3 separate regions of the Mus musculus genome follow, and regions 1 and 3 are each linked to region 2. The links are chromatin contacts, called in public HiChIP or PLAC-seq and promoter capture Hi-C maps. All regions are on one chromosome and are shown on one strand. Each heading gives the region's core, a stretch centred on a gene start, on an enhancer-like site or on the middle of the called end of the contact. The rest is flanking DNA. Distances are from core to core; before and after follow the strand shown. Region 1 has its middle 14 kb from the start of Cast. Region 2 holds the start of Erap1 (endoplasmic reticulum aminopeptidase 1). Region 3 holds the start of E430024I08Rik (a long non-coding RNA gene).

Region 1 (4,407 bases), core at 1,056-3,555, 180 kb before region 2:
TGGTAAAGAGGACAGGGGAGGAAGAGGGGGAACATGAGAAGGTATTGTAGGGGCCAGCAGAAAAAATGGAAACAGGCAACCTTGAGAGGTAGGAGATGAGGGAACCCTCTAGAATATACCAGATACCTGGGAGGTAAGAGACTCTCAGAACTCAAAAAGAAGGACCTTAGATGAAACGCCCTATAGTGGAGAGAGAAAACTTGTAGAGTCCACCTCCAGCAGAAAGATAGGGCATCAAGTGAAGGATGGAGTTGCCATCTCACAGTCAAACACTCTAACCCAGAATTGTTCTTGTCTAGAAGAACAGCAGGGACAAAAATGGAAAGGTCCCTAAGGAAAAGGAGGTCCAATGACAGACCCAAAGTGAGATCTAACTCTAGGGGAGGCCCCAAGGCCTGACATTATTACTGAGACTATGGAATGCAGAAAGGATCCTATCATGAAAGACCCTACAAGCAGTTGAATGAGTCAGATGCAGACACTTACAACCAACCAATGAACTGAAGTTGGAGACACCCTGTGGCTGAATTAGGGAAAAGCTGGAAGAAGTTGAGGAGGGCAACCCCATAGGAAGACCAGCAGTCTCAACTACCCCAGACCCCTGAGATCTCCCAGCAGGAGCCACCAACCAGGCAGCATGCACCAGCTGATATGAGGTCCCTGACACATATACAGCAGAGGACTGCCTGGCAAGGCCTCTGTGAGAGAAGAAACGCCTAACTTTTAAGAGACTTGAGGCCCCAGGAAGTGGAGAGGCCTGGTGGGGTAACGGAGTAGGGACATTGTTTTGGAGAGAAGAGAGTAGGAATGTGATGAGGAACAGCAAAAGGGCAGAACAGGAGGGAGATAATGACTGAACTGTCAAAAAAGATTTAATAATAATATGAAGAAGAAGAAGAAGAAGAAGAAGAAGAAGAAGGAGGAGGAGGAGGAGGAGGAGGAGGAGGGGGAGGAGGGGGAGGGGGAGGGGAAGGAGGAGGAGAAGGAAGGAGGAGGAGAAGGAAGGAGGAGGAGCAGGAGGAAGAAGGAAGAAAGAAGGAAGAAGGAAGAAGGAAGAAGAAGAAAAGAAGAAAGAGGAGGAGGAGGAAAGAAAGAAAGAAAGAAAGAAAGAAAGAAAGAAAGAAAGAAAGAAAGAAAGAAAGAAAGAAAGAAAGAAAGAAAGAAAGAAAGAAAGGAGGAAGGAAGGAAGGAAGGAAGGAAGGAAGGAAGGAAGGAAGGAAGGAAGGAAAGAAAGAAAGAAAGAAATGTTGGGAGCCGCCCCCACATTCGCCGTCACAACGCGTTTAAGAAAGAAAGAAAGAAAGAAAGAAAGAAAGAAAGAAAGAAAGAAAGAAAGGAAGGAAGGAAGGAAGGAAGAAAGGAAGGAAGGAAGGAAGGAAGAAAGAAAATTAGATGAATTTCTTTGGTCAAAGTGATTCATAGAAATTAACTCATACAAATCATTTTATGACAGAAATAAAATTAATAGTTTCTTTTTTTTCTAATATCTATATCCAGTTCATTACCTCCTACTGAAAACAAAGTTGTCATCTTGGGGCTAGAAAGGTATCTCAATGATTAAAGGCAATTGTTACTCTCTGAGAGGAAGGACCTGGGTTCAATGTCTAGCACCCACATGGTGTTTCACAACCATCCATGACTCCAGCTTCATGTCATATAATGTCTTGTTCTGACCTCCTTGGGTACCAGGTATGCATGTAGTGCACAGACATAGATGCTGGCAACACACTCACACATATAAAATAAATAAATAATCTAAATCTAAGTCTCTCTCTATTTTCATAATTAATTATAGGAAAATTTATATTATACATATTTGTATATGTGCATACATATATAATCTGAATTTTTATATGTCTATTGCCAACAAAAATTCAATTTTATATATATGGGTGTATATATATATGTGTGTATGTGTGTGTATGCATATATATGTATATATGTATATATATTTATATGTGTCTGGCCTTCATTTCTTCTTTCAAAGACTTCTTCCTTTCCTCTCCCTTCCACTTCCCTTCCTTTTCCTCCTCATCTTCTCCCCTTCTTCCTGTCCCTCCTTCCCTCCTCTTCCCTCCCCCCCCCCCCGCCCCCTGCTTTTTTTTTTTCCTTACAGATTTCCCTCATGCATCTTAGACTGACTTCAAACTCCATCTTCCCGGTCTCCCAAGGGCTGGAATTGCATGCACACACCAACACAAGCCTGTTTGGAGAATATCCAGAAGGCCTTCAGAGTGGGTGATATGCTCAACAAACCACATTCCTCCATTGTAAAGAGAGAGAGAAAAAAATCCCGTGGTTGATCATCAGTGTGACTCACCACAGACTTCCAACACCACACCCAAACACAGCACTGTAGAAGATCTGGTTAGACCTGACTCAGAAAATAAAATCATCATGAGTAAAACTGTGTTTCAGTGTCTGCCAAATGGCACTTCTCTCTCGTGTTTATAGTAGTCTGTATTCTTCTTGCAAATCATTTCATATTACATGTATAAGTTTTTACTTATTTTATTTAAAATTATTAAAAAATATTGTTGTTTGGGATACTGGGTTAGAACCTTGTACATGCTAGGCAAGTGTGCAATCATTGACTTTTATCCTGTGTCCTTGGGTTTGCTTTTTTTTCTTCTTTTCCTTTCTGTGTCAGGTTCAGATTACTACATGAAGACAATTACATGAAGACAACGTGCTGAAGAGAGGCTTTCTAATGGCCTACATGTCACAGTTCTTTTTATTAAGAAAAAAGTGTCACTTTAGACAAAGACAGTTTGGTCACATGAATAATCTTGATTTTTTTAAGTCAATTTAATAATAATAAAAATGTATTTTATAAATGTGTAAGTATAAAAGTGAACAAATTCAAAACAAACGTATTATATCCATTAATTTCTAGAGATGACAATGGGCCTGCACAGACACCATTTTGAATTTCTGCTTAATTTCACTCAGATCCTTCCTTATTAATTTATATTTATTTATTTATTTATTTATTTATTTATTTATTTTGGAGTGGACAATCAGCTGTCCACCATCCTATTCCTTCCCCAACTTACATTTGCTTTGAACTCACCCAAACAGGTCTACTTTCTACAATGGGTAGTGAAAACTAGATAAAGAAAAACATCTCCAGGTGGCAGGAACTGTGGCAGGAAGCCAGACCTGGGCTTCATTATAGGAACTGAAGACCAGGAACCCAGCCTCTACAACAAGAACCATCAGGCCTCCAAGGAAAGGGAAGGGAGTGGGAATGGAGCACTTAAGCATTCTCACAGCCCTCTGCTGTGCCACACTGCTTTATGGAAGGCCAGTTGCACTCAGAAGCCATTGATTGTGAGAAGCGTTTTATAGCTCTGAAATAATCTTCCTGGTTTTCGTTTGAGCTAGTTACTTAAGAACTAAAAGCGCCAACACATTCAGAGAATAACCAAAATACATATAAAGTATGCAAATCAGTTCTTGATAGATTGTTCTAACTTTTCTCTTACATTGTCCTCATGAAGAAAAAAGATTCTATCCTGCAGCAAATCCTTATAATTTGTTCAAATAAGTACACCATAAAGTTTCATAAAACAAATCTAATCTTCATTACTTATTGTCAAGTAAAAGCATACTAATGTAAAATATGCCCTACAAATGTGCAAATATAAATGGGAAAATTCTAAAAAGACCATAAAAATAAGGATTATGAAAAATGCCTTTTAATACACAGTGATAGTTTCTGACTCAGCTTTATTTCAGTCTGGAACATACAACAGGAAGTCTACCTGTGTCTCTGGTAAAGTATTCAATATGGTTTTCTTTTCTTTCCTTTTAAAAGAAATTGACTCAACGTTGAAAATATTGGCTTACAGAAATAAATTACTCAAAATGATGATGATGGCAGGCCATGCTTAAGTTTTATATTCTATATGTCTGTTTTCCTTCCATCGTTATCTGTCACCCTCTCTATTTCTCTCTTTATTTACTTGTTTCTTTGTTTGTTTCTATGTTGTTTTAGTTATATTGATCTATACATAGATCAAGCTGACCTTGAATTCACAGAGGTTTGATTCCTAAGTACTGGGATTAAAATTGCCAATAGTGACCCATTAAATTTTACAATATACTGGTTGTACCCTGGCTTTAAAAGCATTGGGTCAACGATGTTATTAACTACCTACCACAAAGACAGCTAAGGAAAAGCGAGGGCATTTCAAATTATCACAAGCAATATCCAAGCTCTAATCTAGACCACTCTGGTTTTAGAAGCTCTTCCCATTGGAAACCCCTCTTCTCCTTTGTATTGATTGCATTGATTTAAACTGCTACTTTGGAGATAGGGGTAGGGTTGTCAATGTACCCCCCATCCAAACCCACTTCTACAGGGATGGTAAAGAACAGGTCCCATATGCCTTTCTTTTGCCT
Region 2 (4,613 bases), core at 1,495-3,994:
GGGAACCAAGGCTCTATCCACGCACCCCATCTACAACCCATGCCTAATATACATTTTGGGTTTGGCAATTCTCAAACTGAACATGGCAAGTTTTTCTCCATCTACACCTCTTTCCGGGATTCCCTTCCCTCAATACTTTTCTCCTATCTTTCAAGGTTCAATTCAAATAAGGCATCCCTAAGAATCCTTCCTGGAATATTCCAGACACAAGAAAACACTTCTTTGACCTTTCCCAGTACTTTCTGTGTCCCCCTCATGGCATTTTCCTAGCCCTGCTTCATAATGCTCTCATTAGTGCATTTATTCCTATACTTTTGCACTGGAGACTGCTGGAAAGCAATAATGCAATGGTCTTTAGATTCCCACACAGCACCTACATGAGAGGGGCTTGATAAAACCCAGTGCAGTGAGAGGTATTTCACTGTTAAAATTCTTTGGCTAATCCTAACCAATCTTAGGTCATGTTCTAGTATGTTTAGCTCTGGTATTACAATAAAGAATTGAAAGCAAAAAGCAGGAAGCCTAGGGATAAGTTTGCAAGGGAGTGGGACTACTCTGTATTTAGGATGAGCTAGAAGTTGGGGTAGGAGAGAGAACAGTTATTAAGAAAGACTACAAGAATGTCTAGAATGAATATCAAATAGGGATCAGTGTCTTTTATTGAACTAGAAAAGCCTAGAAGTACAATTGTTAAATATTAGAACTTGACAATAGCTCTGCTATATTACCTCAACCTTCATTTTGTAGCTCTTAACCTTAACTTGACCTATTATTGTTCCTTGCCCTGGTAAAACCAATTTGTTATTGTGCTGTGTCAGGAACCTCATGGACTTTAGAGATCCCCTAGGCTAGATAGCCTAAACGTTGCAAAGGTTGTAAATGCGCCTGTTTGTTTTTTCCCATATAAAAACTGCTTCTGGGGACTGTCTGAAGTCACAGTTCTGGATCCTGACTCCTCACTGAATCCTTTAGTAAAATCAGTCTTGGAGTGTTCGTTCAATAAACCAACCATACCTGAATGGAACTGGTGTCTCAGTGGTACCTGGAACACAATAACTTGAAAAGGAAGAAAGAATTGTGGGTTCATTTATTAACATGTAAAACTTTGATGTCTGAAAGAAGACTCCCAAATAAAATTTCTAGGAGGACTCTTAGCACAGATATAATAATGTCATACCACTCCAGGCTTTGTTTTAAGTTTAAGAACGTTGTAAAATACTTTCCTTTTTCATGTGATGAAACTGAAGTTATCCTCTGTTAAGTTAGGCTCTATCACCTAACTTAGCTCAAGCCAGAGAGTCTGCTGCCATTTTAGAAATCTTATTTAAGCTGTATGTGGAGATTCTGACTCCTCATGGTCCTCAGGGAAGTTAAAGGTAATTGTTTGGATGATTTCCCACTTGTATTAGGACTGAATGTAAAACAATCTCAGCAACACATAAGCTTTCAAACAGCCCCCAGGATAATCCAACTTCTGTTAACATGCACTGAAAATGGCTCGTCACTTCTAACAAAGTATTTCAATGCAGAATTAAAACTATGTAAATATACTAGAATTTTCCTCTTGGGGCCACCTTAAAAAGCTGCTGATTCAAGGTACATTTCCAAATCTGATCAGGAAAGGGGTGGAGGGGGCTGGTGAGATGGCTCAGTGGGTAAGAGCACCAGACTGCTCTTCTGAAGGTCCGGAGTTCAAATCCCAGCAACCACATGGTGGCTCACAACCATCCGTAACAAGATCTGATGCCCTCTTCTGGTGTGTCTGAAGACAGCTACAGTGTACTTACATATAATAAATAAATCTAAAAAAAAAAAAAAAAAAAAAAAAAAAAAAACCTATGGCAGGAAAGGGGTGGAGGTGGGAGCTTTGACAACTGTGGCCAATTTTAAAAAGGTTTTAAATTATTGACCATATATGGAGCTGACAGGAATTCTGGCTTTCTAAAGAAAACACAGTTTGTCTTTCCAAACCCGGGTTACCCAAAGAACCATCAATAAAAGTTTAAACAAAGTGTGTTCTCTTGGTCCTTCCCTTCCTCTTAGGAAATTAACCATTCTAGCAACATAACAGAAAAGGCACTCATTTTGCTCAAACAAGTTCAAATAAAGCTTTCTCTATAATGGCCTCATGTAGCCTTGGGGGGCGGGATCCAGATAGTGATCAGGAGCGGGAGGGGGAGGGAGAGGGGAGCGGGAGAGGGAGGGGGAGAGGGACCGAGTTGGGAGTGGGGCCCGGTTTGCAGGGAGTACAGGCGGAAGAGAGGGAGCCTTCCGGACACTCTGTGCCCTCCCCAGCGCTTCTTCGCTTTCTCTGGGAATACTCTCAAGGTGTTCTCCACAGGCCGCTCCCTAGGTCCGCCCAGTCCTCCCTGGTCGCCATTAGGCTTTAGTGGGATGGACCGCTGGCCAGTCTCCAGCAGCTAGGCGGCTCGTGGTCAGCTCCTGCCAGTGACTCACTCGAGCCAGCGAGTACGCCGGCCCGGCAGCCTCGGCTTTCTCCGGGCCGGGCCGGCCAGCAGCGCCCTGCCGGGGCTTCACGCTCCTCGGCGTGCTCAGACTCCTGCTCCCGATCCTCCGCGCCCGTCCTGCGCACTTGAGCCCGGGCCTCCACCGGGGTCGGTTAGCCAGAGCCCACCCTCAGCTGCCCACAGCCCTGTACCGTGCGGGCCCAGTCCTCCACCGGGCCAGGCCGAGACTCCTCACCTTCATCACAGCCGCCAGTCTGGCCGCCCGGGACCGAAAGTGAAAGTGAAGGTGGACCGGCAGGGCACGTGGGGCTGAGGGTGAAGTGAACCTGCTAAGGCGCTAAAAGAGAGCAAGCCTAAGGGATCTAGCCAGGGCTTCGGGAACTCAAAGTTAGGGACCCTGATAGGGAATGCATTCTCCAGGACTGGCAGAGCACCAGGCAGGGAGGCGCACCCATCAAAACGTGGACTTTTTTCTCCTCCACATCTCGTGGTGTATTTGTTTTGTTTGCTAACTTCACTAACGGAAGAAATGCAGCAATGTGCAAAGGTAGTGCTCAAAATGGCATTGGCCTGCCAACTTGGAAGGACACCTATTGGATGCAGATGTTTTCATCTGAGAGCCCTGCCCCACCCCCAAAAGATTCAACCTGGGAAGTCAAATTCTGAGTGCTCTGGGGATTTTCTGTTCAGTGTAGGTACCTTATATGCTGGGGGGGGGGGGGGGGAGATTAGAGGTGGCCCCCAGAACTTCCCTACCCCTAATAAGGAAAAGACACTACACTACAGAGGATTGCTATTTATTTATTTATTTTTGGTTTTTCAACACAGGATTTCTCTGTGCAGCCCTAGCTGTCTTGAAACAGCCCTAGCTGTAGATCAGTCTGACCTCGTACTTGCCGATCCGCCTGGAGAGCCGGGATCAAAGGCGTGTGCTACCGCTGCCAGGCAAGGTTAGATGGCTTAGTGGTTAAGAACCCGCTGCTCTTTCAGAGTTCATTTGTTCAATTCCCAAGAAACTATAGGGTGGCTCACGACCATCTAGAAAGGAATCTGATGCCCTCTTCTGGCAGGTAGGTGAACATGCAGCACTCCTACATTTAAATAAATAAATTTAAAGCCAGTTTTACACAGAAGTAATCAAACACACATTCTAGTTCCTGTCCAAATATTATCCTGGCTGTTCCCCAGTTTGCTTAGGCCTAGTTCTCAGTGTCCTGCCCTTTGAGAACTTGGCATCCAAGCCTCTGAGCATTATTTCTCAACACTGTTTTCAATGCTTGTTTTTGCAAAAACTATGTACCACCAGGGACATTTTTTTTTCTTACAAAGGAAAACATTTAATTGGGGGCTGGGTTACAGTTTCAGAGGTTTAGTCCATTATCAGCATGGTGAGAAGTATGGAATGGTGCAGGCAGACTTGTGCTGGAGGAACCAAGCGTTATATTTGATCCGAATGTAGCCAGAAGAATACTCAGATTCTACACTGTTCAGAGCTTGAGCATTGGTTAGCTCAAAGCCCAACTCCACAGTGATGGACTTCCTCTAACAAGGCCACACCTCTTCATAGTGCCACTCCCTATGGGCCAAGCATAGAAACACATCAGTCTATGAGGGCTAAACTTATTCAAACTAGCACATTTATGCACAACATAAACTAGGCCTGATTAAGGTGGATAATATAATATCCTTTCTCCCACCCCAAGAGATAAAGCATCATATATAGTCCAGCCTGGACTGAATTCATGGGCTACCTACTTCAGCCTTCAGAGTAGTTGGTACTGTGGTATATACCAACCACTACATCCTGAAATCTTTGTGTCCTTGTGGCCTACCAACAACTAAACTACTAAAATACATAGTGCATCTATGGAACAGTACTAAAAATAAAACCCAGCTCCCTGTAATTTTCAGTCACCTTTTAAGAAACTGAGCCAAGCAATCCTAAAAATCGCATTCTTAGCAGCTACTTGTGGCATATGTCTTTTGGGTAGCATATGCCTCTAATCTCAGCCTGGAGGGGAGGAAAACCACCATGAATTCTAGTCTCAAAACAAAACAAAATACTTGAGCAGCAATAAAGCTCTGAGCTTGAATAACATCAGCTGATGGTATGTGGTAGACAACAGGTCCTTACTAGTCCTTTAA
Region 3 (4,315 bases), core at 266-2,765, 180 kb after region 2:
GACTATGGATATTCTAAATCAGTCACATTAAAAAGGCCTTCCTCGGGCTGGAGCAATAGCGCAGTTGTTAAGAGCATGCACTGCTCTTCCAGAGGACCTCAGTTCAATTCCCAGTAAGCACATGGTGGCTTGCAACCATCTATAATGGAATCCAACGCCTTCTTCTGGTGTATCTGAGGACAGCTACAGTGTATATTCATGGACATTAAAAAAAAATCTTAAAAAAATGCCTTACTAGCACTTAGTAACTTATACTTGTCTGTTGGGATCTGTGAATATCAAAGTCATTGTATCCTTTGTTAGTATGCCACTTTTGGAGGTATGTGGATGGGAAAACTTTTAGGTTCTTTTGAGGAGCCATTAAATCTGTAAGGTAGAAGTTACTAGAATCAGAACAAAACAAAACATTAAGATGCAAAACGAATACTTTGTAAGTCTGATATTTCTTCTTTGTGTAATAGGGATACTATTGACTCGGTGGGACCATCAAGAATAATGGTGCCTACCATTTGATCTTGAACCATGTGGTTATATTACCTAAAGACCTGGTAAAATTAAATGGTCTATGCTTTATATCATTATCAAAAAAAGACACCAAGCCCCATGATTGCTTACATTTTAAGAGGATTCCCTAGGTGAAATTTAAAACAACAACTGAAGAAATAGTGGTTTTCTGTTGTATGAGAACTGGGCCCCTGAGTAAAGTAAACCTATTTCCCATCAGGGAATTCCGGGTTCTTGCATAGCCCCCTTATGACTTTCTTTGGGGCAGGAAGGAAGATGCTGATAGTATGAAAAAGAGGACTGGGAAGGCAGATGAGAGAAGAGACAGGAGCTGATTTCACATAGCACAGCAAAATCTTTGTGCTAACCCTGAGCCTAACCCTAAACCTGTAACCCTAACCACACTAACCCTAATCTAAACACTCTTTATCTTAATCCTAACCCTCTAATCCCCTAACTCTAACCCTGCATCCTGTAAGGGAGTTTTCTTAATTATTCCTTTTGAAGTGAGAAACCCTTGCTATATCTTGGTCTTTTGAGAGTTTAAGATCCACCTTTAATCCAGGCTACACATTCTTTCTGAAACCTACATACATAAAGGACCTTAAACAGGGAAGTTCTTTCAAATTGTCTACTTCTTTCCCTACATTTTTTAGCAAGGTGTTTTGTTTGTTCATTCATTCATTTTGTTTTGTTTTTAAACTGGCATTAGTAAGTACGTATTTCTTCAGAATTCTGGTAAGTTCTCAAGATCCGCTGAGATATCAAGCAATGTGAACTCAACAAGTCCTTGATTTTTCTTCTTTCCCTTGGCAATGAATGTGCTAAGCCATTATTGGACTAGGAGGACCACTGTCTGTGAGACATTCTATTAATCCCCTTTCTACATACATAAAGAAATTCGTCCTATGAGATGAGGTACGATTATCTGTACTAATACAACTGTGGTTTGTCTCCACCCTGCCACTGAGGAAGATGCGCTGGCTAACAACAGTGCTCTACACTGTTTGTCATCTCTTTCCTGGTTTTCTCCCAAGGTTGTTTCATACCTCTTTGGTGAAAAGGACCTGCATTTCCCCTGGTCCAGCATCAAGCTACAAAACAAAACTCTTGTATCCTAAAATCCTCTTTAGTGTTATTATCCTGGGCATCCTTCCACTGGTGAGCCAGATTGATAACTCCACTCCCAGTTTAGTAAAAGGCTAGCGACCTTGATTTCAGGAAGAAGGGGAAGTGCTGTGAGGAAAGCTCAAGCAAGCCAGGAAGTAGGTCATGGTGAGTGCAGGACCACTGCTACAACGGGAAGGAGCAGGCGGCTGAACAGCCTGAGCTGAAATGCTGTCTCCACTCCCACCGCTCGGAGGATAGACACAAATGCTAATGGAGAGCAAGTCAGACCAGAGATCTGGAAAAGGTCTGACCCAAGACTGGAAGCTCTATTTAACCTTGAGGAGGGGTAAGACTCATTGGGCAATCTAGGGCCCCAGGCGGATCTGCCAGTCAGACAATGAGGAGGGTTCTTCCGGGTGGCTTGCTGCACGTTCGTTTTGGAATGCAGGAGTGAATAGTCCTTTCCGTCCTGCTTTGAGTAATGCTGTTGGGTGCCATTGGGGACCTTAAGCGAGCTCCGAAGTTGAGACATGGTGAGTGCGAGATCACTGCCCACAAAGGGGAGGAGCAGGCGGATGAACAGCCGGAGCTGCAATGGTGGATCCTCCTCAAAGTCGGCCTGGGACCACAGATAGAGGAGGCTCTAGGAGGATAGGCACAAATGCCACCCGAATGCAAACCACTCCCGAGATCTGTAAAAGGACTGGACCGGGACAGGAAGCACACTTTAATCTAGAGGCGGGGTAAGACTCGCTGGCCAATCAAGGATTCCAGGGCGAACTGCCAGTCAGACAATGAGGCGGGGTCTTCCGGATGCCTTGCTGGAAGTTTGTTTTTGCTCTACAGGATTGAACCGTCTCTGTGTCTTGCTTTGAGCGCTGCTGTTGGGTGCTGTGAGTGGACCTCAAGTAAGCTCCGTTTTTGAAACATGGTAAGCGCATGGTTACTGTCTATAATGGGTAGGGGCAGGTGGCTGAGCAGTGGGAGCTGAGGTGGTGTGTCCTCTCTGGGGCTGTATGGGAAGCCTCAGCCAGATGTAACCAGATGTGGCCAATTGTGCGGTCCTTTGTGATGCTCCTCACTTGCTAAAACAGGCGGTGAACTCTGAATAACATCAGTATCAGGGCTGAATCAGCTCAAAACATTAGGATTAGGGGCTTGCTTGTAGAAATTTCACGGGCAGGATGCCAAACTTGGAGAGCCCTAGTTTCTCTTGAATCTTCTATAAGTTTTGCCCCCAGCATTTACCTATTAAGTATAAGATCCATTTGTAGTTAATTTTGTGGAGCTGTTAAAAGGCATCTCATGTGTTGGGTAGCACTCCCATACTAAGCTGAGATGTAGAAGAGTAGAATTGATGATTTAAATGGTTTACCAAGCTTAAGAAATAGTGACAGTAAGTAGCATTTAGCTGATGGAGGACTGTGTCAAAAACACCCCACAGGTTAGTATGCTAAGCAGGCCGGTTAGAGACTAGGATGCTAGGATTCACATGTTTGCTCCCCAGGTTTGTCTACACAGCTGGCTCCAAACTATAACAAAGGAGAGACAACTGTGATGTACAACCAGCCACTTGGCACATGCTCAAAGCAAAAAGCAGGTCTGTAACAAGCTGCTCAATCCATCATTACAGAGTCACAACCAACATTAATGCCTGGTGTGCCTAAAGCTCCCGTTTTCTAATTGAGAAAAGCATAGTTCTGCCACATGGAAAAATTACACTGGTTGACATCCATTTGAGAAGGAAAAACACCTATGTGCTTGCAGACAGGAGCTGAGCATGGCTGTCCTCTGAGAGGCTCTACCAGTAACTGAGACAGATGCAGATACTTACAGCCAACCAATGGACTCCAGTCAGGGACCCTATGGAAGAGTTAGGGGAAGGATTGAAGGAGCTGTATGGTATACCAGTCCCTTAAGAAGACCAATAGTATCATGTAACCTAGACCCCTGGGAGCTCACAGAGACGAAGCCATCAACCAAAGAGAATACATGGGCTGGTCCATGGTCCCAGGAACATATGTAGCAGAGGACTGCATTGTCTGTACCGAATAGGAGACTATACACCTAATCTTGTAGACTTGATTCCCCCGGGAAGAAGAATGAGGAAGGTGAGGAGTGGGTGAGAGGAGTGGAGATGGGGTGATGGGGCAAGGTCTCAAAGGCAAAGGGAAGGGGGAGGAGGGTAAAGAACCTTGGGAGGGAACCAGATCATGGGCCACAGTTAGAATGTAAATAAATAAACAGAGAGAGATGGAGAGACTGAGACTGTTGTATGGAGGGCTACCCTTATCAAGTAATCTTTCCCTAAAGTTCTCATGTATAAAGAGTGATATAACTCCTTCTCAAACCCAGGAACATATTTGCAGAGCCAATAATGGACTGGAGCCTAGGCCTTGGGAGCTTTTTTTGTGGCTACAATGTATTGAGAATTAAATAGATCTCCCTTTCTAAAGCTTGGAAAGTCCTTGGGCGAGATGGTAATTTCCTGGGGCCAAGGCCTTCATGACAATTTATATCCTCAGAACGCAACTTTTTTTTTCTTTTCTTTTTCTTTTTTTTTTTCTTTTTTTTTCTGGTGTTTTGAGACAAGGTTTCTCTGTGTTGCCCTGGCTGTCCTAGAACTCACTCTGTAGACCATACTGGCCTTGAACTCAGAAATCTGCCTGCCTCTACCTCCTGAGTGCTGGGATTAAAGCGT

Evidence for each region. HiChIP or PLAC-seq counts read pairs in DNA pulled down with a chosen protein or histone mark. Capture Hi-C pulls out chosen DNA fragments and counts their contacts.
Region 1: an H3K27ac HiChIP or PLAC-seq map of the NIH/3T3 cell line shows a contact between it and region 2, with 5 times the contacts expected there. The contact joins the enhancer-like site here to the promoter of Erap1 in region 2. A contact is called at or near these places in 6 of 39 promoter capture datasets (the 3T3-L1 cell line, 3T3-L1-derived adipocytes, the C10 cell line and 3 more), 12 of 115 datasets of contacts at active chromatin or transcription factors (the 230-238 cell line, the NIH/3T3 cell line, acute myeloid leukemia and 5 more) and 2 of 9 other capture datasets (adipose tissue and pancreatic islet).
Region 3: a promoter capture Hi-C map of adipose tissue shows a contact between it and region 2. The contact joins the promoter of E430024I08Rik here to the promoter of Erap1 in region 2. A contact is called at or near these places in 2 of 115 datasets of contacts at active chromatin or transcription factors (bone marrow-derived macrophages and effector CD8 T cells) and 2 of 9 other capture datasets (adipose tissue and macrophages).

Annotation. Positions count from the first base shown.
Region 1 is chr13:74,820,194-74,824,600 of GRCm38.p6, reverse strand. No RefSeq gene overlaps it. Among named protein-coding and RNA genes, the nearest start is that of Cast, 14 kb to the right of the region's middle. Within about 2 kb of position 2,305, at least 46 of the 459 cell types and tissues checked have an H3K27ac peak or open chromatin away from gene starts, as enhancers often do. A contact at or near this core is called in the NIH/3T3 cell line and bone marrow-derived macrophages, where this site is marked.
Region 2 is chr13:74,637,984-74,642,596 of GRCm38.p6, reverse strand. Erap1 (endoplasmic reticulum aminopeptidase 1) reads right to left here and starts at 2,744. Exons shown (of 19, transcript NM_030711.5): 1 at 2,704-2,744.
Region 3 is chr13:74,460,812-74,465,126 of GRCm38.p6, reverse strand. E430024I08Rik (a long non-coding RNA gene) reads left to right here and starts at 1,515. Exons shown (of 8, transcript XR_003950546.1): 1 at 1,515-1,918; 2 at 2,461-2,545.